Regions from separate parts of the Mus musculus genome. Here region 2 is linked to region 1. A link is a contact called in public promoter capture Hi-C data. All regions are on one chromosome and are shown on one strand. Each heading gives the region's core, a stretch centred on a gene start, on an enhancer-like site or on the middle of the called end of the contact. The rest is flanking DNA. Distances are from core to core; before and after follow the strand shown. Region 1 holds the start of Mb21d2 (Mab-21 domain containing 2). Region 2 holds the start of 4632428C04Rik (RIKEN cDNA 4632428C04 gene).

Region 1 (4,367 bases), core at 662-3,161:
GACCTGACTAATTCACTGTATCGGATGAAGGGACCGTGCACAAGTCCCCATTGAGCCAGGCATTTAAACTTACTCTCCCCATCACCTCCCATGACTCTCCTCACCACTATCTCTACACACAGACAAGGGGGTGGGGGTGGGGGGCTAATATACCATAATGGCAGGCAGTGGTTAGCTATGCCAAAGAGAAAGACCATGGTTAAGCAACTTAAATAACTGCCTTGAGCTTTCTGTGTGCGCGCCTAACCCCACCCCCAACACCCGTCTTTCTGACAATCACTGGTTTGGTTCTAAGATATGGAGGGCTTTGTAAGGGCTTTTACACTCCTTTCTGAAAGCTGACTCCCACCACATCGTGAATTAAAATAATAATTCAATTAAACAGTCAAACATCCAAATATGGATCTTTCAACCACATTCCCCACCTAGAATACCTAGAATATACGTGTGGAGTGAGCAGGAGAAAGAAAACATACTCCCGCGTTTAACACGGCCCATCCAACTTGCTTAATTCTTCAGAGGACCAGTGGACCACATTCAATCGGTATCACTTCGACTTGAGCTAAGAGAGGCAAGAAAAGGTATCTGGAGGGAATAAGGTAGGAAGAAACAACAGTGCAATCTCGTTAGATCCCAAGAGAATGCAAAGACTCTGTCCTGTAGTTAAAAGGCCTTTGTCAATCACAATTACCACTATCTGAAAAATTGACTGTGGAAACCTTTGGAGAGCAAGGCTCCTCCAGTCCAGCCCTGCTGAATGTAAACCACGGGGCCACCACTGCTGCATGACAGCGCTACACACTCGAGGCTCCCAGCAGCGGATGCTCATTCTACAACTCAGAAGCAATAATCCCACCGCAGGACGCCAGGGATAGGGTTGGATCCCCGGAACCCATTATTTTTCTTCATCTTTCCAGACCCGTCGGTGAAGAGCTGGGGGATACGGTGGGAGAAATTTTTCTAACCCAGGGCTGCCCAGAGTGGGAAACTTGAGCACCTCTTAGCCATCAGTAGGACAATACACAAAGACGAGGGGGACAGCGCTCCTCCGCGGCCAGAGCTCTGAGCTTGGTCGTGTTCAAGCAAGGAATTAGGAATTCCAGCTCAGCAACAACCCGGAGAAGCACCGGAAATGCTTCCGACCCCTTCAAAGGGAAGTCGATTTGCAAATCAAAGTTGGAGGCAACTCCGGGCGCCCGGACTACTTCCGCGGGTTACTCTGGAACACCCAACAAGTTTGGCCACCCGGGGCTCGGCGTGACAGCGCCGCGCCGCAACCACGACAGAAGCAACTTGTCGCTCCAGCACGGGTCGGCCTCCACCACGGCCGCCCGGGGTTGCAGGAGAGCCGGTGTCAGCCGGCCGGAGCCGCTTGGGGACTCCCCAAGCCGGGAGGCGTCTCCCGCCGCCGCCTCACCTGCCCGCCAGCCCCGCGGCCGAGGAACCAACAAAAGAGCGGGCGATCGGGAAGGAGAGGGGCACCCCGCGCCGAGCGCAGCAGGCAGGAGCGGAGGGGGCAGCTGAGCTGGCGGTGGAGAGGAAAGGGGACCTCACGGAACCAGGGGTGACACCCCGGGCAAACGCCAGAGCGGGGACCATAGCTTCCACCCGCTCCATCACACCCGCGCACACACGCATACTCACACATCCTCCCCGTTCTCCTTACCCAGCATGGAAAAGATGAAATCCTTGGCAGTGTGGATCTCCAGCGCTCTCTGGTCGTCGTATTCCCGCTGGTCGTGCCTGGTGAATTCCTGGATGAGTTTGTTCAGTTCCTCCACCCGAGCTCCAGACCTGAAATCCAGCTCCGGGAAGGCAGGCTTGTTGTTGCAGCCCAGGGAGGCTGCCTTGCTGGCGGTGGGAGCCGCCATCTTCATGCAAAACGCGCCGAGCGGCGGCTCCGCGGCGGCCGCGGCACCCACCCCCGCCCCCCACCCCGCCCCGGCCTCCCGGCGCGGCTGGGCAGCCCGGCCCGTGGGCGGGCTGGCTTCTGGACGGGCCCCGCGCCGCGCTGCGCTCGGGGCGGCCGCGCTCCTTCGCGGGAGGAGCCCGACTGCGGCGAGGTGCGCGTGTGGCCCCGGCCCCCGGTCCTCCCGCCCCCGCCCGCTGCGCCGCTGCGGGCCCCTGCCCTCCTCGAGTCCTGCCGGGATCGGTGGCGGCGTCCGGGAGTGGACTCGAGCCTCCCCGGGGGCAAGGAAAGTGAAGTGGAAACAATGTGAAATTCACCAGCGCTGAAATCAACAAGCTGCCGGCTCCGGTGTTACGGAGCCAGCAGCAGCAGCATTCCCATTTAAAGGGACAGCGCACCCGGTGGGAAGAAAATAAATAAATAAATGGCAGAGGTTCGCGCGCCCGGATCACTTGCCAGTCCGTACTCGGGCTGACGCGCGTGGTGTGGACGCTTTCTTTCTCCACCTCCACCCCCGCCCCTCTTTAGGGGCAGGGCTTGCCAAGCGCATCCAAGGAGAAAGGAGTCTTCCTACTCTGATCTTAGGGCGGTGTCCCGGGCGAAAACGTGTCTGTGGGCGCCTTTCCAATGTCCATCCCGAGAACTTTAGTACCTTTGCTTGGTGGAAAAATATAAAATGTACCTTCTGTCCTTTGTCGCCTAGAATGATAAAATCAGCGAATCAAGAAGGGGTGCCAGTCATGCCGCGTATAGATACTTCCAATTAACCACTCAAGTATCCTCCTTACCTTTGCCCTTGGTAATTAGTTTGCCTGGGTAACAGCTCATTCAACTTAACATATAGTGCCTTAATGAGAGCCAACCTGCTCTCAGACAGATAGGAATCCAAATGCGGAATGTGGGGGAAGGAAAACAATGAATTGCCCCAGGGTACAAGGAAGATGGGAGTGGGAGAGGGAGTCTCCCTTTTGGCAAATAGAATTTGAGCACTCGCTATTAGCCAGACCGGAATGACTGGGATGAGTCCTGGGACTTAGCCCTCACCCTCACCCATGTCCCCACTGGAACTAGGGTTTTCAAGACAAGACTGCTGTAGTCCAAGTCTAGTTTATCAAGACCAAATGGCAGATGTGGTTTTAATGTTCATGTGATTCACACACTTAAGGAGGCCTATGGACCCCTAGGAACAATGGTGAACTGTCCTCTATCCCAGCCTGTGGTCCTATCGGCCCCTTTAATTTTCTTACCTGAGTTCTCATCACTGAAAACTCACATTACCTTGTAAGACCTGGACATCCAGGCCCTGCCATACTTACCCATGTGAATAGGATAACCATTACATCTTCATAGGCTGCTTTAAGAATTAGGTGAGATAAGACTGGACGGACACCATTTATTATAAAGAATGACACGTTAAGTAGCATGTTAAGTAGCCATTAGCTGTATCAGCTTCCACTGTTGATACAAACTTTAGGGTCCTGGGGTGAGTGTGTGTGTGTGTGTGTGTGTGTGTGTCCCTGCATTTACATACACTGCATTGTTGCCTGGTGCCTGCAGAGGTCACAACAGGGCATCAGTTCTCCTGAAACTAACGTTCCAGACAAATGTGAGCTGCCCTATGGATGCTGCGAGCTGAACACAGGGCCTCTACTACAAGAACAGGTGCTCTTAATTGCTAAGCCATCTCTCCAGCCCCTCCCACAGGATCTTTACAAAACACAGATTTGTAAAGATCCTCCCCTGGAATTTCCCTGCCTCTTCTTTCTGTTCTGTAAGCCCAACCAAGGCCAACCTCATCCTTTCTTGCTCTGATAGCTACTCCAGGCCAGGCACAACCTTTGCCCCCACAGCTGAGTAGCAACCCTGTTGCACTCTTAACAGAAGCTTGCATGTGACACCTATGACTCCAGCTTGCCTTCTCATTGTTATTGCAAGTCCCACATTGTGAGTTAACTGGCATGCATCATATTCTGTGCCTGATCCCCAGCCCTACATACATGCAAACTCGGGACACAGACAGAGTCTATATAAAATAGTCAAAACACTTTCCTCTCTTAATTTCCAAAACCGGCAGTAAGACGTTGCTCCTTCCTTTTTGCTGCCTTTTCTTAAGATAGTTGCATCATAGAAAGTCATCGGGTTTCTAGCAGAAATCACTCTCAAATGTGAACTAGGTCTGAACTTGGTGGTTTAGAATGAATGAGATCATCATTGTGGACACTTCTTGCTGGTCAGTCAGATTAGAATTCCAGGAATAATAGACCTCCACTGAACCTATTTATATTGAGAATGTTACTGAATGGGAAATACTTTATAGATCTGAGACAAGATGGCATAACCATCTCTGAATTGCAAAAAGTTAGAGGAAAATAGATAAGGAATGCATTTCCTCAACAGACTCTTGGATCATGCTTTGTCCTCTATGTCCTTGGAAACTCTATGTCTCCATCACATATGC
Region 2 (4,367 bases), core at 651-3,150, 1.1 Mb after region 1:
CCGTTTGAGGTCTTAAGAACAGTATCCCCCATCTAACAGGGCTAGTGTCCTTATAAAAAGGCATGATCGAGCCCTCTGCCATGGGAGGACACAGAGAAAGTAGCTGCTGTGGCGACAATTCTGGAATTTCAGATTCTTTAAATAACACAGAAATGTTATGAGAAAGTGTTCTTGTTTTAATCCCAGTGTGGGGCTGTGGGGCTGCTTCAGATTGTCTGCAGCAGCTGACGTGATTTCCTCGTGCCCTAACAGAGGCACAGTTTTGCCAGCTGCAGACAATTTCTGCAGTTGTGTGACCTCTGGAATTCTGGGAACTTTTCAGAGGGTATGTAAATGCTAGAGCCACAATAGGCAGGGTGGGTGGGGTTTTGGATGCAGTTTTCTCATACTCAGAGAAGAAACAAAAGGAAAGAATTAGATTCAAGGATCTCTGTCTCCCCTTTATCCTTTCCTTCTTATCTAGTGATAGGTAGTGAAAAGGGGGTGGAGGAATAAAGGATGGGAAAAAGAAGAATCCACAAAAAGCGAAGACTATCTACAAACTGCCTATAAGCCAAGGAAGAGGGACTTCAGGGGAATTGAGTCACCTGTGCCTTATTCTTTGACTTCAACATCCAGAACTGGGCGTCAGTCAATGTCTGCCGCCAGTCTATGGTATTTTAGCAATTGTATATGGATTAATGACAGGGATCTCTCACTGACCTTATCATTATGGGAACTTCATAGAGTGCACTTATACAAAGTAAGATGGGTAAGGTGTCACTAGATGACATACTCTTTTGAGAACCACTGCCATGATGCATCCTGTCGTTAACTGGAGTTTCATTATTCAAAGCTTATAGCGCACCAAATACCACCGAATGCATTCTTTTCCCCCTTTTTTTCTTTTCTTCTTCCTCCTCCCTCTCTTCTTCATTAGATTCCCCAATAGAAAGCAGAGGCTGGCCTCAAACTTGTGATCTTCTTGCTTCCTACGTGCTGGGATCATAGGCCTGTGGCACCACACCCTACTCAGATTTATGTTCTGCAGGTGAGGGGAGAGATTTGAGATGGCAAGATTAGCCTGACCGAGGTCACATGTCTGGGCAATGAGGTTCTGAACCTGTGATAAATGGTATTGACAAGTGTTCATGTGGGGGTGCACTCAATCTGCAGAGTGGCTGTCACATGCAGAATTCAGTGTTGTTCATGGGGGGGGGGGGGTACATAGAAGGGTAGCCCGTCTTTGAATAAGAAGTTGCAGGAGAGAGAAAGACTAGTTAGGCAGGCCATGACCGGTACAGAGCGGGGACAGAAATCAAGTGCATGGGGACTTCAGGAGAGGCAGCTGTTGAACTGGATTAGGTTAGCCTGGGAAGAACCACAGAAGTGAGACCTCATCGCCCACTGTGAAGAACAGGCAGGGAGAAAAAACAGAAACAGATCATGCTGGAGGAGAGCTGGGTACAGCAGAGACCCCACCCAGGTCCCGAGCCTCCTACGGGGGTGGCATACACACACACACACACACACACACCTCGACCCCTCAGAAAGCAGCAGAGGCTGATGCTAGGTGAAGACCCTGGATCCCTGGACCCCGAGGTTTGCCCCCACCCCCATCTGATTTCGTCCCAACTGCCCTGGAAGGCAGCGACACCACAAGGAGCCTTGGCTGAAGAGACACTTGGCCACGGAGTGGAGAGCCAGGCTCGGAACAAGGTGCACTGCGCTGTCTCCAGTCTTGCATGGCTGCCACCCAGAATGTGACTTTGCCTACATCTCCCTGCATGGCTAGGCATTGGAAACCTTGTCCCTGGCTGACTTCTGGACCCATGTGACTCTCATCCAATGACTAGAGGGGAGGCTGCCCCCGCGTTGAGGTGCAGGGCTCTTGCCTAGCTCTCCGGGGGAAGGGTCAGGCAGAGTGGAACCTCCTGTTCAGGGCTGGCAAGGTCCAGACTGGAGCTGTCACACAACCCCATGAGGTCAGTCCCCTGCATAGCCCTCAGTTCTCTGGCCCTTTCCCGGAAAGAGGTCACCGCCCAGGAGCTCTCAGAACAGGGGCTCTCTGTGTCTAAGGCCGGCCTGGTGGAGCAGGAGGATGCATAAGGCCAGCGGGGGCAAAAGAAGGGCGTGCTGGGCCACTCGCTGCGGGTGGCGCCGCAGCCCCGGGTCGCCGGCAGGGACCGGCGTGTGGGCGGAGAGGCGGCGCGCGCTCGGAAGTGGCCCCGGGCGGCCTCCCAGGCGGGCGGCTCCTGTTTCCCGGCTCCCGGGCGGGCGGGCGCGGGCCAGCTGCTGGGAGGTGAGCGGAGCAGCGTTTTCCCACAGTCTGGGGCGGTGACACATGGCGCTCACACATTCCACAGCCGGCGGCCGCGCCAGGCCTGGCGGTGAGTCAAGGCAGCGCGGGGAGCTGCCGAGAGCAGGTTCCGACTTTGGCACCCGGCGCGCCGCCTTCCCGCCTTGCCCAGCCCGGCGGGGGCGGAGGGGGGAGGGGGACGCCGGTTAACCCTTGGCTACCTAGGCGTACAGCAGCAGAGGCTCCGATGCTTGTCCATTGAGGGGGGACAGAGGGGTGGGGGATACATCACCACGGCGGATACCTACACACCCTGTGTTCCTTGTGCGTTCTTTGCTTTTTTTAGACCGGGGGGGGGGGGGGGGAGGGGGTATCTGTAATCCAAACTAGTCTGAATTCATTGTGGCTTCAAACTCCTGGTGATGCTCCTAGTTACAAAGCAGAAAACCAGAGAAGTTGCTCGTTAGAGACGGTGCCACTTCTGGCTTTTAGATTCAGACACGAACTGCCAGAAAGACTGGAGGGGTGAGGGGAAGGCTTTTATCGTTACTGTCCCTTCATCTAGAGTCTCGCTTCTGAGTCTGACCACTGTGGCCAGGCCCAGCTCCCGTGTGTTTATTGACTGGATCAAAAGTCTAGGTCGCAGTTCCTTCTGGCAGTCGTTGTACAGATAGAAGCAAACAGCTGGAAGCCTGCGCGGACAAATGCACACCCACATAACCACACACTTTAAAAAAGGCGGGGGACTGTGACTGTGGTGGGTGTTGTCCCCATGGGAAGGCTGAGCACTCCAACCTTGGCTTCCCTTGGGCGTGTGTGAACTCTACATGACTTCTGCAGCTGTTGCTGCGTGCATCCCCACCCCGATCTGCATCTACCTATTCTGAGACCACACAAGCCCGCAGCTTTCATCAGACTTGAAGGTCCCACAGACCAAGGTTCAAAGTTCGCGCTTTTTTTTTTTTTTTTTTTTTGAGTCAGGGTCTTACTAATGTAGCCTAGGTTGACCCTGAAACTTACAGGAGCGTGCCACCACACCCAGCACCTGGTTTATCATTAAAGAGACTTAGGTGAAACCATCTGCCAGAAGTTTGGGACCTGTAAATGTCACCTCGGTGTCTAGATGTAGTTCAGGTTATCCCACACACACAGCCTTTGCTCTCACTACCCCATAGCACTCACTTGTGAGCCCCCCCCCCCCCCCCGCCCCCGGACCTGCCCAATCGCCATTTGCATCTTCCACAGCTCAGATTCTGTAGACCCTGGTAGGACTTTTCGAACTCTTCTTGGTTGGGGAAATAAACCACCCCTGCCCTGTGACTCAGTCAGTTAAGTGCTCAGTTATGCTAGTGTGTCAAAGGACCAACCGAGATGTCCCCTCTGGAGATCCACAGTCAACGGGGTATATGCTAGGTCATTCAGCCAGCATGAAGCACGGCTCCAGAGGAGACACAGCAGACGCTGATGGCGCCAGTGGACACTGAGAGAAGCAGAGGAAGAGGAAGGTTACTCTGAAGTCCCATGATCTCCAGTTGGGGCTCTCAATCAAGCAATTAGAAAGTCTCCTAAGGAGTTAATTCTATCCTAGTGTGATAAAGGATGAATGGACCAGGTAGGGGTCCTGCCTCAGGGCTCTTGGTCTCATTGCCACCATGATTGGTCAGTTTTCACCCATCTGCAATGGTATAGAAGTGCTACCACACAGCCTACTCTGCTCCAGTTTGCCTCATTCCACACAGCTTGATGGTTTCAAGATGTGGCCACATTGCTGCACATTGTCTCAGGAGGTCATTCCTTTTCGTCCCTGAGTGGCATTCCATCCTGGGTCTAGTGCAGATCACTTCTCAGTCCTCTTGCCTTTAAGTCTGGGCCTCGAGAAACAGAGCTCATTCACACAGGGAGCTTTTGGAGATATATTTCTATTTCTCCTAAAAAATGCCCAGGAGTAGGGTTGTCGGGTCACATTACAGATGCATGGTGGGTAGAGATGAACGGGGACCAGCTAGCAAATGCCACCTGGGCCATCCCATCCCATCTCTGATTTCAGTGATGTTGTGCTGACATCTTTAAACTGGTTATTGTAGGAGAG

What was found. Promoter capture Hi-C pulls out the DNA fragments that hold promoters and counts their contacts.
Region 2: a promoter capture Hi-C map of hippocampal neurons shows a contact between it and region 1, with 6 times the contacts expected there. The contact joins the promoter of 4632428C04Rik here to the promoter of Mb21d2 in region 1. A contact is called at or near these places in 2 of 39 promoter capture datasets (hippocampal neurons and liver).

Annotation. Positions count from the first base shown.
Region 1 is chr16:28,927,787-28,932,153 of GRCm38.p6, forward strand. It overlaps Mb21d2 (Mab-21 domain containing 2), which reads right to left and starts at 1,912. Exons shown (of 2, transcript NM_177718.3): 1 at 1,667-1,912. The coding sequence starts at 1,877.
Region 2 is chr16:30,006,767-30,011,133 of GRCm38.p6, forward strand. 4632428C04Rik (RIKEN cDNA 4632428C04 gene) reads left to right here and starts at 1,901. Exons shown (of 3, transcript NR_033631.1): 1 at 1,901-1,964.